Regions from separate parts of the Mus musculus genome. Here region 2 is linked to region 1. A link is a contact called in public Hi-C data. All regions are on one chromosome and are shown on one strand. The core of a region is the stretch at or near the end of the contact, and the rest is flanking DNA. Distances in the headings are between cores, read along the strand shown.

Evidence for each region. A called contact is a pair of places that touch in the nucleus more often than the background predicts.
Region 2: a Hi-C map of 8-cell embryo shows a contact between it and region 1, with 15 times the contacts expected there. The contact joins two enhancer-like sites. A contact is called at or near these places in 4 of 484 Hi-C or Micro-C datasets (8-cell embryo, adipose-derived mesenchymal stem cells, embryonic stem cells and 1 more), 4 of 115 datasets of contacts at active chromatin or transcription factors (all in embryonic stem cells) and 1 of 9 other capture datasets (embryonic stem cells).

The regions. Positions count from the first base shown.
Region 1 is chr2:17,952,581-17,958,488 of GRCm38.p6, forward strand. No RefSeq gene overlaps it. Among named protein-coding and RNA genes, the nearest start is that of H2al2a, 41 kb to the right of the region's middle. Within about 2 kb of position 2,956, at least 4 of the 459 cell types and tissues checked have an H3K27ac peak or open chromatin away from gene starts, as enhancers often do. A contact at or near this core is called in 8-cell embryo, where this site is marked.
Region 2 is chr2:18,083,431-18,089,338 of GRCm38.p6, forward strand. The region is part of intron 3 of Mllt10 (myeloid/lymphoid or mixed-lineage leukemia; translocated to, 10); the gene reads left to right. Among named protein-coding and RNA genes, the nearest start is that of Mllt10, 22 kb to the left of the region's middle. Within about 2 kb of position 3,776, at least 12 of the 459 cell types and tissues checked have an H3K27ac peak or open chromatin away from gene starts, as enhancers often do. A contact at or near this core is called in 8-cell embryo, where this site is marked.

The sequences.
Region 1 (5,908 bases), core at 1,706-4,205:
ACATCATTTTCTATCCCTCTAAAATTGCCTTCAGCCCCCATTTCCCTCTTATCTCTGAAGCAAGTGTTTAAACCTCAACCATATGTCCTTTCTTTAAACTTTATATTTTGAATGGCTCTCATACCCATGTGCACATTAAATAAACTCAGATGCCTTTTCCTCCTGGTAATCTATGGCCAATTTATTTCAGCAGAATTGAACAGACTGTGGGGGAATAGTTCCTGCACCTTCAAGTTCCTTAAAGAAAAGGGCAGTGCTTAGAGGAAATTCCCTCCTTGCTTCCAGGACACGTAGGAGCACCTGGAAGGTAATCTCCCTTCAGAGACTGCTCTCTGGGTGACAGATAAGACAGTTGAGTACACGAGTGAACCTGTAGTAAAATAAAACCTTCTTTTCCCTCTTCCCACCCCCATACTTCTGTTTGGGGGTCCTACAAAATAAATTAACAAAAGATTAGCAAAAGGGGAAAGTAGATTTTATGACATACATAGATATGCATAGGAGTTCATAAATAAATACAAATAAGGAGCAGAATTAGAGATATATACCATGCAACATTGTGTTTGTTTTGTTTTTTGAGACAGGGTTTCTCTGGGTGGCTCTGGCTGTCATGGAACATACCCTACAGAGGAGAGTGACGTCAAATTCAGAGTTGTGCCTGTTTCTGCTTCCCAACTCCTTCCTAACTGCTGGGATTAAAGGTATGTACTGCCAGTGCCTAGCTATATCTTTTTTAAAAAATATTTATTTGTTTTATTTATGAGTACACTGTGGCTGTCTTCAGACACACCAGAAGAGGATATTGGATCCCATTATAGATGACTGTGATCTACCATGTGGTTGCTAGGAATTGAACTCAGGACCTCTGGAAGCGTAGTCACTGCTCTTAGCTGCTGAGCCATCTCTCCAGGCCCCTGGCTATATCTTAGTAGGGAAAGATACACACTTATGTGTGGAGAGCTTTGGGGGCCACTTCTAGGAATTTGGCAGGAATTTGACTTTGGGATAGGACAAGGAAGTAGGCTCAAGATGATTATAGCTGAGGAATGTGTTCTTTGTATCTAGTCGGGTCTTATTAAGACCCTATACAGTAATCATGGGACCTTTGTCTATGCTTTGTTTGTTCTTTACTGTTTATGCCTTGGTTGTTCCTTGACTAGTTTATGCCTTAGGACTGACCATATTCTTGTATGTACCTAGAATGATATAAAAGCAGACTGGAAAAAATAAACTTGCTTCTGCTTCAACCCTGGCTGGAGTTCTGCTATAGTGTTGTCTGGTTGTCTTTTCTTTCTTTAATCCTCACTCCCTCCCTTGAGAACCTGTTCACTTACTGAGCTGGCTTCATCATTTATGAATGTGACCTTTTTTGTTTTGTTTTGTTTTTGTTTTTTGTTTTTTTGTTTTTCGAGACAGGTTTTCTCTGTGTAGCCCTGACTGTCCTGGAACTCACTTTGTAGACCAGGTTGGCCTTGAACTCAGAAATCCACCTGCCTCTGCCTCCCAAGTGCTGGGATTAAAGGCGTGTGCCACCACTGCCCGGCATGAATGTGACTTTAAAAAAGAAAAAAGAATGTACAGAACCAGAAGCCATGGGTAGACCTCCTCCCTTTTTTGGCCATTACTAGATATGCAGCTGCCAAAATCAACCTCAAACCCTTTGCGACTTCTGACCGGGCAAATGGCACTTCAAATGCACATTCTCACACTCGGAGGGATCATGCCTTCTCCTCTTTTCAAGAGCTGAGACTGAAGTATAACAACCCATTTATGCCTACTCAAAAGGATCGTGAAGTTCAGGTTGGCAAGGACACTACAAAGGCCAGCAGACTGGGAAAACGGTCTAGGTGTACAAGCAGAAATTCCCCATCTACATTAAAGGACAGCAGTGGGAAGAGGCTGTCCAGTGGGCGCCATCTCAGCAAGGTGGCTATCATCAGGCTAAAGCTGAACAAAGACCCCAAAAAATCCTGGAAAGGAAAGCCAAGTCTTGACAAGCAGGAAAGGAGAAAAGCAAATACAAGAGACAAGGCTGGAAAGACACAGACAGGTTAAGTCCTTCATGGGCTCAACTTTGGGCTCATAAGTAATCTTCAATTGTGGAGAGGCAAGGACTCTCACTACATCCTCTTTATCAAAGACCAGTCTCATTTATGCACCCCACCCCAGTTGACCTAATACTTTCCAAAGATCTTGGAAAAGTATAACGTAAAAACAAAATTCTAGGCCTTTAGGCCCAGGTTTGAGAATGTGACCTTTGTGACTCAATGCTCCAAGGCATGCTAATGATAAAACAGATAGTGACATTCCTCCACCCACCCACCTCCTCAGTTCAGGGAGTGTTCATTCAAAAAAAGTCACCCTGACCCACCCTGACTGTTGCTGGAACCCGCTATGCAAAGGTTTCCACTTCCTCGTGACTCTTAACTGGTATTTTTGGTATTTTCCAACAATGCCCTCCCCACCTCCTTGAGTTGTGGTTTCTTCCTTTAAATATCCCCTTACCCAGCTACTCAGGGTGCTACCCCTGCGTGGTGTATGACTGTGGGCCCGAGAGCACTCTTGAAATAAAAGTCCTCTTGCAGTTTGCAGCAAGACCGTTTCTCGTGAGTTATTTGAGGTGTCGCCTCTCCTGAGTCAGAACGTGGGGGAGTCCTCACGTTGTGGGTTTTTCAATCTCATCTCAAATCACCCTCACATCAGAGGTTAGGTTGCAGCGTATGAATTTCAGCTATCATAGACATTCAGAATGAAGTAAGTCTTATGTCAAGAGTGTGGGAAATCTGTGCGGGTACTGGGTATTGACCTTTCCCCATCACCCCTCAGGAGAGCTGGCCCCGAAGTCATGAGAATGGGAGAACCAGCCCTGACCCTCACCAGCTGTAGCACTCTGGAGAGCTGACCCTGATGGTGAAGTTATAGGTGAGCCGGTCCCAAGGATATAGGAACAGGAGAGCTGGCCTGCAGCACTTGGGAGAGTGAGCCTTGACTGGGCAGCACAGAGAAGCTGGCTTTGGAGGCCTGGGTGTTGGTGAGCTGGCCTGAGGGCATGAGAGCAGAGGAGCTGATCCTGTCTTCTTCTGACAGCAATATTGGGTTCTTTGGAACAACTCTCATCTGTGTTGTCTAGAAATCAGAAGTTCAGCTCACAGGTCAGCAGGCAGCAGCAGCTTAATCCACTCAAAAACACCTCACAGATACAACAGCAGTCCCATTTGGTAGGGTCAGATTAGCAACAACGGTGGTGACACAACCTAGCAGAGATAGCCAGGTCTCAGCTTTGACACAAGTCAGCAGGAGGAACCAGCAGGAGCACCAGGAGTCTCAGCTGTGCTTCTCTCAGAGACGTGAAGATCAGCACAGATGTGAGACCCACAAGCGTTGCTCAGCTAGCTGTACCGGCACGCCAAGCTCTGTCGCCGTCACTCTGTGGAGTCCTTTTTATACCCTCCAAACGTCACATGTCCCCCACGGGCCTTGCCTCAGCACATGCATCCAATCAGCCCAAGTCCTCGGAGTCTCAACAAATGCAGCTCAACTACGCAAAGTAAGGAGGACCAATGCACGTGTGTTGATAGAGAAGAATCCTTCATCACATGTCCTTTCACACTTTTGCTTTAGCAGAACATCCTCTCGCCTGTGTTTGCTTCAGTGAAACATTCCATCTGCCTTAGTCTTTCACCTGTGTCCACTTCCGGAAAACACTCCTTATGTGTTTGCCCCAGCAAAACATCATCCAATACAACTGACTTTCCAAAGAGCCCTTAAGTTTCCACTTCAGGGTTGGCCTAGCTGGAGCAGTTCTGCAGAGCTGCCCTGGAGGTGCAGATAAGGGAAAGCCAGTGGGCTGACCGCTACTCCCCAGGCCCAGATCCAGAGCTCTGAATTGGCCCATCCCAAAATCTCCATCATCTGTGAATAGTTGGGATGCATAAAAGGGCCAGTCCTGCTGATCGAAAGCTGTAGGATTTACATGTCACAGGGCAACCACAGGATAACTGGGAGGAAGCCTGGTGAAGATTTAATTTTGATATTGTCACAGAAGCCAGGCTGGGTTTTGTTGGGAGCCATTAAGACAACACAATTGTCCTGATCTCTGAATTGGGCCTCTCCCCCCGAGAAGAAAAGGGGGTCAAAAGCGGGCCACCGACACACAGATTCCGAGAACAACCACAGAATGTTCCAGCCCTAAGTCATCACTGATGTCCTGACCACACCCTGATACCACCAAGTTCCTGCTTCCCCGTGTAGCTGCCAAAAGAAAAAATTTCTATTGCCCCCCCCACACTGATAAGTACTTCCCCTTTTGCTTGTGCATTTAAACCTTGGGCCTGGCTAATACATTGGGACCTTGATGGTACTCAGACTGTTTCCATGTCGTTATTCGCACAAGGTTCTCGTCTCTCTCTACCCCCCATTTGGTTCTTAGGAGGAGGTCCCCTCGAGACCCTCGAATAACTAGACCTGCTGGACGAGTCAGGGTTTCTTTGGGAAGGCTTCACTTTTACAAAGGTAAGCCCAGAAAAGCTCCTTCTGAAGCTGTGGATCCCCAAATTGCTTCTGTTCCAATTAACCTTCGGGCTACTAAGGCATATTCTGCATACCTTCAATGAATGAATGAATGAATGAATGAATGAATGAATGAAGAGAATGCCCGTAATCCTGTACCCCACACTAGAGGAAATCAATGGGAGCACCTTGGGGTGACAACCTTAGGGTTTCATTTCCTGCTAAGTACTATTAATTGTTTCCACATAAATATGGAGGCATCAGAGCAATGGAATGGAATATATTGGATGAAGTATCTGAACTAAGAAACTTGAGCTGTAAGAGGAAGAAAAAGAACCAGTGTGTGCTTTGAGCGCCAGCAAAGTAGTGGTACTAGAGAGAAAGAGGGAAACGGCTGCAATATAGCTCAGAGAGTCTAGTGCTTGCCTAGCATGCATGAAGCCTGGGTTCAAACCTACTGCCTGGTGATGTGCACCTATGATCTCAGCAATTGGACTATAGAGAAAGAAATCCAAGGTATTCCTCAACTACACAATAAGTTCAAGACTCTGCTGGGCTACAGCCCCATCTCAGAGAAGGGGGAAATCGGGAAAGAGAAGTGAGCAAGAAAAGGAGTTTCAAGGGAGATTCACTGCAAAGATTAAATGATCTTTATTTTATTGTACCAGAGTGGAAAATTATCTTTATCTCTTTCATCTTTGGCCCATGGCTAACACTTCATAACAAAAGACAAATTAACAAGAGAAAACCACATAGTCCTTATTTATTACATAATTTTATGTGAGTGGCTCAGGAGATAAAGATCCAAAGAAACTGTAAACCAAGTGGTTTTGTTAGTTTCTGTTTGGGAAGCTAGGGATTGATTGACCCAGAGCCTTGCATATCCTGCCAAGTGCCCCACTCCTGAACTATATAGCTCTGATCCTGAAGAGTTTTTATGGCAGGTTTGATTTTTAAAAAAGTGGATAATCCTAGAGAAACATGATAGAGCCAAAGTGCGTACTTCAACAGTAAAAAATCAGGGGATTCAGTAATGCCTGTGCCTTCAGTCTTCTCCATGTCGCTGTGTCTTCAGAGATGGGAATATTTCTTCCCTACGACCATAGGGAAGGAACACTGTGCCTCACACAAGCACGTGCACATGTGCAAAAATTTAAATAGATCTAAAAACAAAAGAAATATCCAGTAGGTCAAACAGCAGACTTTAGGTTTTACACATGTGGGTATCACTGCCTGTCAGGTTGGGGCCACCATTATGGTTTAGATATAAAATGGTCCCCAAACACATGTTTGACATGGAAACAGTCTGAGTAGCATCAAGGTCCCAAGGTACCTGATGCAATGGTGTTCAGAGGCAGGCTTCTTACAAGTGATTGGACCACAACAACCACATTAAAGG
Region 2 (5,908 bases), core at 2,526-5,025, 130 kb after region 1:
TTCTTGGTCTAGCTTATTGCAATAGCTTTATTTAGTTACATAGTTTACATTTTGTATGTTGGAATGTGTATCTGACTGTGAATGCAGGTGTCCATGGAGTTCAGCTCGTGGAACTGGAGGCACAGGCAGTATGACCTATTTGATATGGGTGCTGGGAAGGGAATATGGATCTGCAGGGGCAGCATGTGCTAGTAACTGAAGAGCCATCTCACTTAGTTACCCCCGTCTAAAGTTTTATATCTTTGTAGTGTGACATTGTCTAAAAAAATTAAACAGACAAAAATGGGTCTTTAAGGTCTAGGGATATGGTTCAGTGGTAGTGTTTCCTTATCATTACATGTGTGAATTCCTGGATTCAGTTCTCAGTACCCTAACTAAACCTTAGAATTGTGGATATACTTCTTTCTTCTCTATCCAGCTTATTTCTCAATATTCTGCTCCTAAGAAAAGCACAGTTTTGGCTGTTGATTCCTCTCCTGACCCCGTGTGTAGACTAAGCTAGCCTCCAACTTGCATCAGTACTTACTGTGACCCAGCTCCGCACTGTTCATTATATGTGTACATGCCATACACTTTGCCACTCTTGACGTTATTGCTCTCATCCTAGCATCTTCTTTGCCCCTCAATCTTATCTCCTAGGAAGAAACAGGATTGCTATTCCTGTCCCTAAAATACCACTTGTTTCCCATTGTTAAGTATTAGTGTAGGGCAAAAATATTTTTTCTACTTTTGTGCATTTTCACTAAAAGTAAAGGAGAGCCAGGGACACAGCTCAGCCATAGACTGCTTGCTTGTGTAGGTAGTATGAGGCCCTGGTATTGACTCCAGCACCCCTTCTTCCCCCAAAGAAAAGAAAAAAGGAAGCTAATGGTACTTTTTTTTTTTTTTTTTCCCTGAGATGGGGCCTCTCTATGTGCCCCTCTCTGTCAGGCCTGGATCTTCTTGTGCACATCATCTGCCTCTGTCTCCTGAGTGCTGGGATTACTGTAAAATGCCATCTCAGGGAAAATTACCCTTTAGAAGGTACTCACAAAGATGGTGTCTAGGGGCTGGAGATTGCTTAGCAGTTAAGAGCACTTGTTCTTACACGGAACCTGGTTTCAATTCCCTGACATTCTTTTCTGACCTCTGTGGGTACCAGGGATACAAGTGTGTAGCTGGACTTTGATACACAAGGGTGAGTTCTTCTTTTTTCCACTCTTTATTCCCCTGGTTTCACCCCTTATCACTAGATAAGAGAGAAAAAAGGATAGAGGGGGGAGAGAGAGAGAGATAGATATCGATCTATAATTAATTGTTTTTCTTGTTTCTTCTTTGAGCACGGCTACAAACTTCAACCTACCCTCCTGAAATGACCACCAACTACCAAATCTGCCTCTCAGGGCCTTAGCATCTGAAAAATTTCCAGATTTTCAAATACCACACAGTTCAGTTTCAGAAACTATTTGCAGCTGGTAAAAGCAGGCCTCTGCTAGAGCGCTAGGTAAATCATAGTCAGCTTCTGTGAAGCAGCCTTATAACTCCACACCTGGGATTAAGATGAAAACATTCTTATCATATTTCTCTGTGTGTGTTTTTTAAAGAAACCAAAGTTCCAGAATTCTCATTACACAAGTGCTACACATATGAGCACGTAGGTAAAATACCTGAAAAATAAATTTAAAAAAAGTTTCTGTTTTCTTTTAGTTATTTCCTAAAGCCTCAGGTTAGAGTTTTAGTTCCATATTGAACCCAAGTCCTTGTGCACAATAAGCAGTGTGTACTGAGCTACCCTACCTAGTTCCTTATAGTAAAAATTTAAAAGAGCTCTTATTTCATTAATAGTATAGGGTTATTACTTTTGGGATATCATGGGAAGGTAACCTGTATTTCAACCTATTGGAGTCAGTGAAATAGATATATTATTGTCAGGTTTCTTAGTGTTGCCTAAGCCTCATTTCCTTACCTGCAAAATAGTACAGCACTCATCTAGGTGCTATGTCAGTGAGTGCGTTGTTTCAGTCTTTTTTACATTTTATTTTGATTTAATAAAAGTTTTTATTATTAATTTATTTTGTGTGTATGTATGTTTTGCCTGCATGTATGTCTTTGCACCACCTGTAATGCCTGGTGTCTGAAGAAGTGGTGAACATCCGTGTGGGTGCTGGGAATTCAACCCTAGTCCTTGGCAAGAGTAACAAGTGTTCTGAATCTCTAAGCCAGCTCTTCACTCCCATATTTTAACAGGACTGGACTGACCATGAGATACACAGGCACTGTTTGTTTGTTTGTTTGTTTATTTATTTATTTACGCATACACATTGGGCGTCTTTTAAAATAGTTACATTATTGCTTTGTGTGTTTACAAGTGTTTTGCCTGCATGTATGTCTGCATTCTGTATGTGTCTGGTGCCCATAGAAGTCAGAGGAGAGTATTATATTTTGGGTGTTAGCAATGGAGCTCATATCCTGTACAAAAACAAGAGTAACAAGTGCTCCTAACTGCCAAACCAGCTCTTCTATTGAGCATCTTAAGCCTTGTTTTATGCCTTCCCTTCCCTTCCTCCCCCTCTCTCCCTCTTTCTGAGAATTAGTATCCCTGGCTGTGTAGCCCAGGCTCATGGATTTCTCAAATGCTGAAATGCTGGGGTATAGATATGTGCCATCACTCTCACTTTTCCTGTAGTGCCTCTTTTTTTTCTTTTTGAGACAGGGTTTCTCTGTGTAGTCCTGGCTGTCCTGGAACTCACTCTGTAGACCATGCTGGCCTTGAACTCAGAAATCCGCCTGCCTCTGCCTCCCAAGTGCTGGAACTAAAGGCGTGCGCCACCACACCCGGCTTTTTTTTTTTTTTTTTTCTTTTTAATTGAAGAGGAAATGTGAGAGAAATAAATAGTAATTTGTTCAGGTTCACGTGGAAAATGAAAGTTGGGTATTTTAAAAGTTTGGTGATCTTAAATATGCTGTTATATTCTTTAGGTTCTCTCTCTTTCCCCCTCCCTCCCTCCTTCCCTCCCTCCCTCCTTCTTTCTCATTTTCTGTGTGTGTGTGTGTGTGTGTGTGTGTGTGTGCACTGAGATTTAAACCAGTGGTCTCACACATATAAACATATGCTCTATCACCTACCTCTTTCTAGCCCATGCCCAGGAAAGTTAATAATACATATGCATATATGTTACCTGCCTTCAACTTGACAATGTTTTAGAATAAAGATAGAGTGGCATAGCATCTGTGTAGGAAGGTTGTAGGTGTGTCATTTATTAGAATACTGCTCTTTCATGGCTGGATCTTCTAATTTTTGTCATTGTTTAAGTTCCAAAATCCATATTTTGCTCCCTTTATCTTGAAAGCTAGGATGAGAAAATTTATAAACATGAATTTTTTTCTTCTGGTAACTTTTTTGGGGGTGTGAATGGTGCTTCCCCACCCTCTTTCCCCCCTTCTTACAAATATATTCTTGCTCTGTCTTTCCTCCTCTTTTTTTTTTTTTTTTTAAGATTTATTTATTTTATACGCATGAGTATCCTGACTTCATGAACATCAGAAGAGGGCATTAGATTCCATTATAGATGGTTTGTGAGCCATCATGTGGTTGCTGGAACTGAACTCACTCTGTCTGAAGCCCATTTGCTTGTCCTTGGCCAATGTCAGACTCCTGCCAAGTGGTACCTCACCAGACCTCTCACTTTAAATCCCAGTGTTACTCTTTTATCACCCCTTCAGGCAGGTCTGGAACAGGCCTCAGAACGAGGCGAAGATATACAAGGATATGCTTTGAAGCAAGGATGGAGAGGGAATGCAGTTAGATACCATACTCCCATTCCTTTTAAGCAACTGCCTGTGCTCAGTATGGACCTACTGCTCCATTCACCGTGGCTACATTAGATGGCCTGTCTCCCGAGGCTGTTCCACCCGCAGATTGGAAACAATTAGCTTATGCATGTTTGGGGGGAATTAGCTCAGTCGGTAGGCATGAGACTCTTAATCTCAGGGTCGTGGGTTCGAGCCCCACGTTAGGCACTACCTGACCAAGCCCGCTCAGTCAGTCAAGGGGTCCTCCAGCACAGGAGTGAGGATTGAGAAGAAAGAAACAATTAGACAATGCTTCAGGGTGACCCCAGTCAATTCTGAGACTGAAGGCAAATTTAATTTTCCAATCCACTTTTTATACCATTTTAATTACATGCAAGTATTTTGGGCAAGCGGTATAATAGTGAATTAATGAACTAACAAAGCAGCAAGCGAAATCCCATGACAGTCATTTAAAAGGGCTTGTCATAATGACCTAAATACTTGAGCCCACTTCCTTGTCCAAGCCCAAAATCTTGCCTGAAGCCTACTTCTTTTGTTTCACCCTAAGACTAAAATTCCTGCCTTACCCTACTTCCCTATTACAGCCTGAAGTTAGATTCTTGCCAAAACTTCCTTCCTTATTATGCCCTAAGGTCAGACTCCTGCCTGAGCTTACTTCCTTGTCATGGCCAAGGTCAGATTCCTGCCAAGCGGTACCTCAGAAGGCTTTCCACATCACTCTGTAGATGAGGCTGGCCTCGAACTCAGAAATCCACCTGCCTCTGCCTCCCAAGTGCTGGGATCAAAGGCTTGTGCCACCACTGTCCGGCTTGAGCTAGCTCTTGACAGGTCTTCTAGACTGGCTCTGAAGTCATGAGCCTTTTATTTAGCATTCAGAATGTTGGGAATATGGAGCTGAGACACTTACTTTGACTTTTTTTTTTAATTTGGATAAATATTTAAAACTTTTTTTGAATGCTGGAGGATTTTTTTTTTTAAAGATTTATTTATTATTATATGTAAGTACACTATAGCTGTCTTCAGACACACCAGAAGAGGGAGTCAGATCTTGTTAGGGATGGTTGTGAGCCACCATGTGGTTGCTGGGATTTGAACTCTGGGCCTTCAGAAGAGCAGTCGGGTGCTCTTACCCACTGAGCCATCTCACCAGCCCGATTTTTTTTAATATTATTAAAAAGTTCATTCATTCATACATTTATTTGGTAGTGCCTAGGGATTGAATCCCAAGGTCTCAGGGAAGTGTTTAGCCAATGAGTTAAATCCTTGTTTGAAGATAACCCCAAAGGTTTCTCTGTGTAGCTCTGGCTGTTCTGGGATTCACTCTGTGGCCTGAGGATTTGCCTGCCTCTGCCTCATGAGTGCTGGGATTAAAGCCTAACCCCTGATCCAATCTTCATTATCATCATAATCATTATTTCTATTATTAGCTATTTTTTGAGACAGAGTCTTATTTTGAAGTCTTCATTGTTTAGAACTCCTTCAGTTGACTTCATTAGGTTAACCCTGAATTTGTGGCAGTATTCTTGACTGCCATCTGAGTGATGATAACAGGTGTGTGTTGCAATGCCTGCCTGGTTTAATATTTGTTTGAACCTTTTTGGCTTTCAAGATACGGTTTCTTTGTGAAGTCTTTACAATCCTGAAACTTGTTCTTTATATCAGAATAGTCTTGAACTTAGAGCTTTGCTGGCCTCTGCTTCACCAGTGCTGGGATTATAGCTGTGCACCACCACTGATAGAGGTCAGTGGAGGCTTGCTGCTTACTGGCTTGTTCCTCATGGTTGCTTTCTGATAGAGCTCAGGAACACCGGCCCAGGGTGGTACTAACCATGGTGGTCCTCACCTTCCTCTCTCAATTACTAATTAAGAAAATGTTCTTTGTGTATGGCGAGCTCAATATGAAAAGCCTGTACATTCTAGGCATATGCCCTAACACTGAGCAGCTGTCCATCTCCAGCCCTCACTTTCTGAGCCTCCAAGGTGCTAGGATGTCTGCCTCCAGCGATCTGGGATTACAGTATGCCCCAGCATGCCTAGTCAAGATAAAGCTCGTCAAATACATTTTCCATTCAACTATGGTGTAAGTGTAGTGAGAAGTTGGGAATTTTGGTTTCTT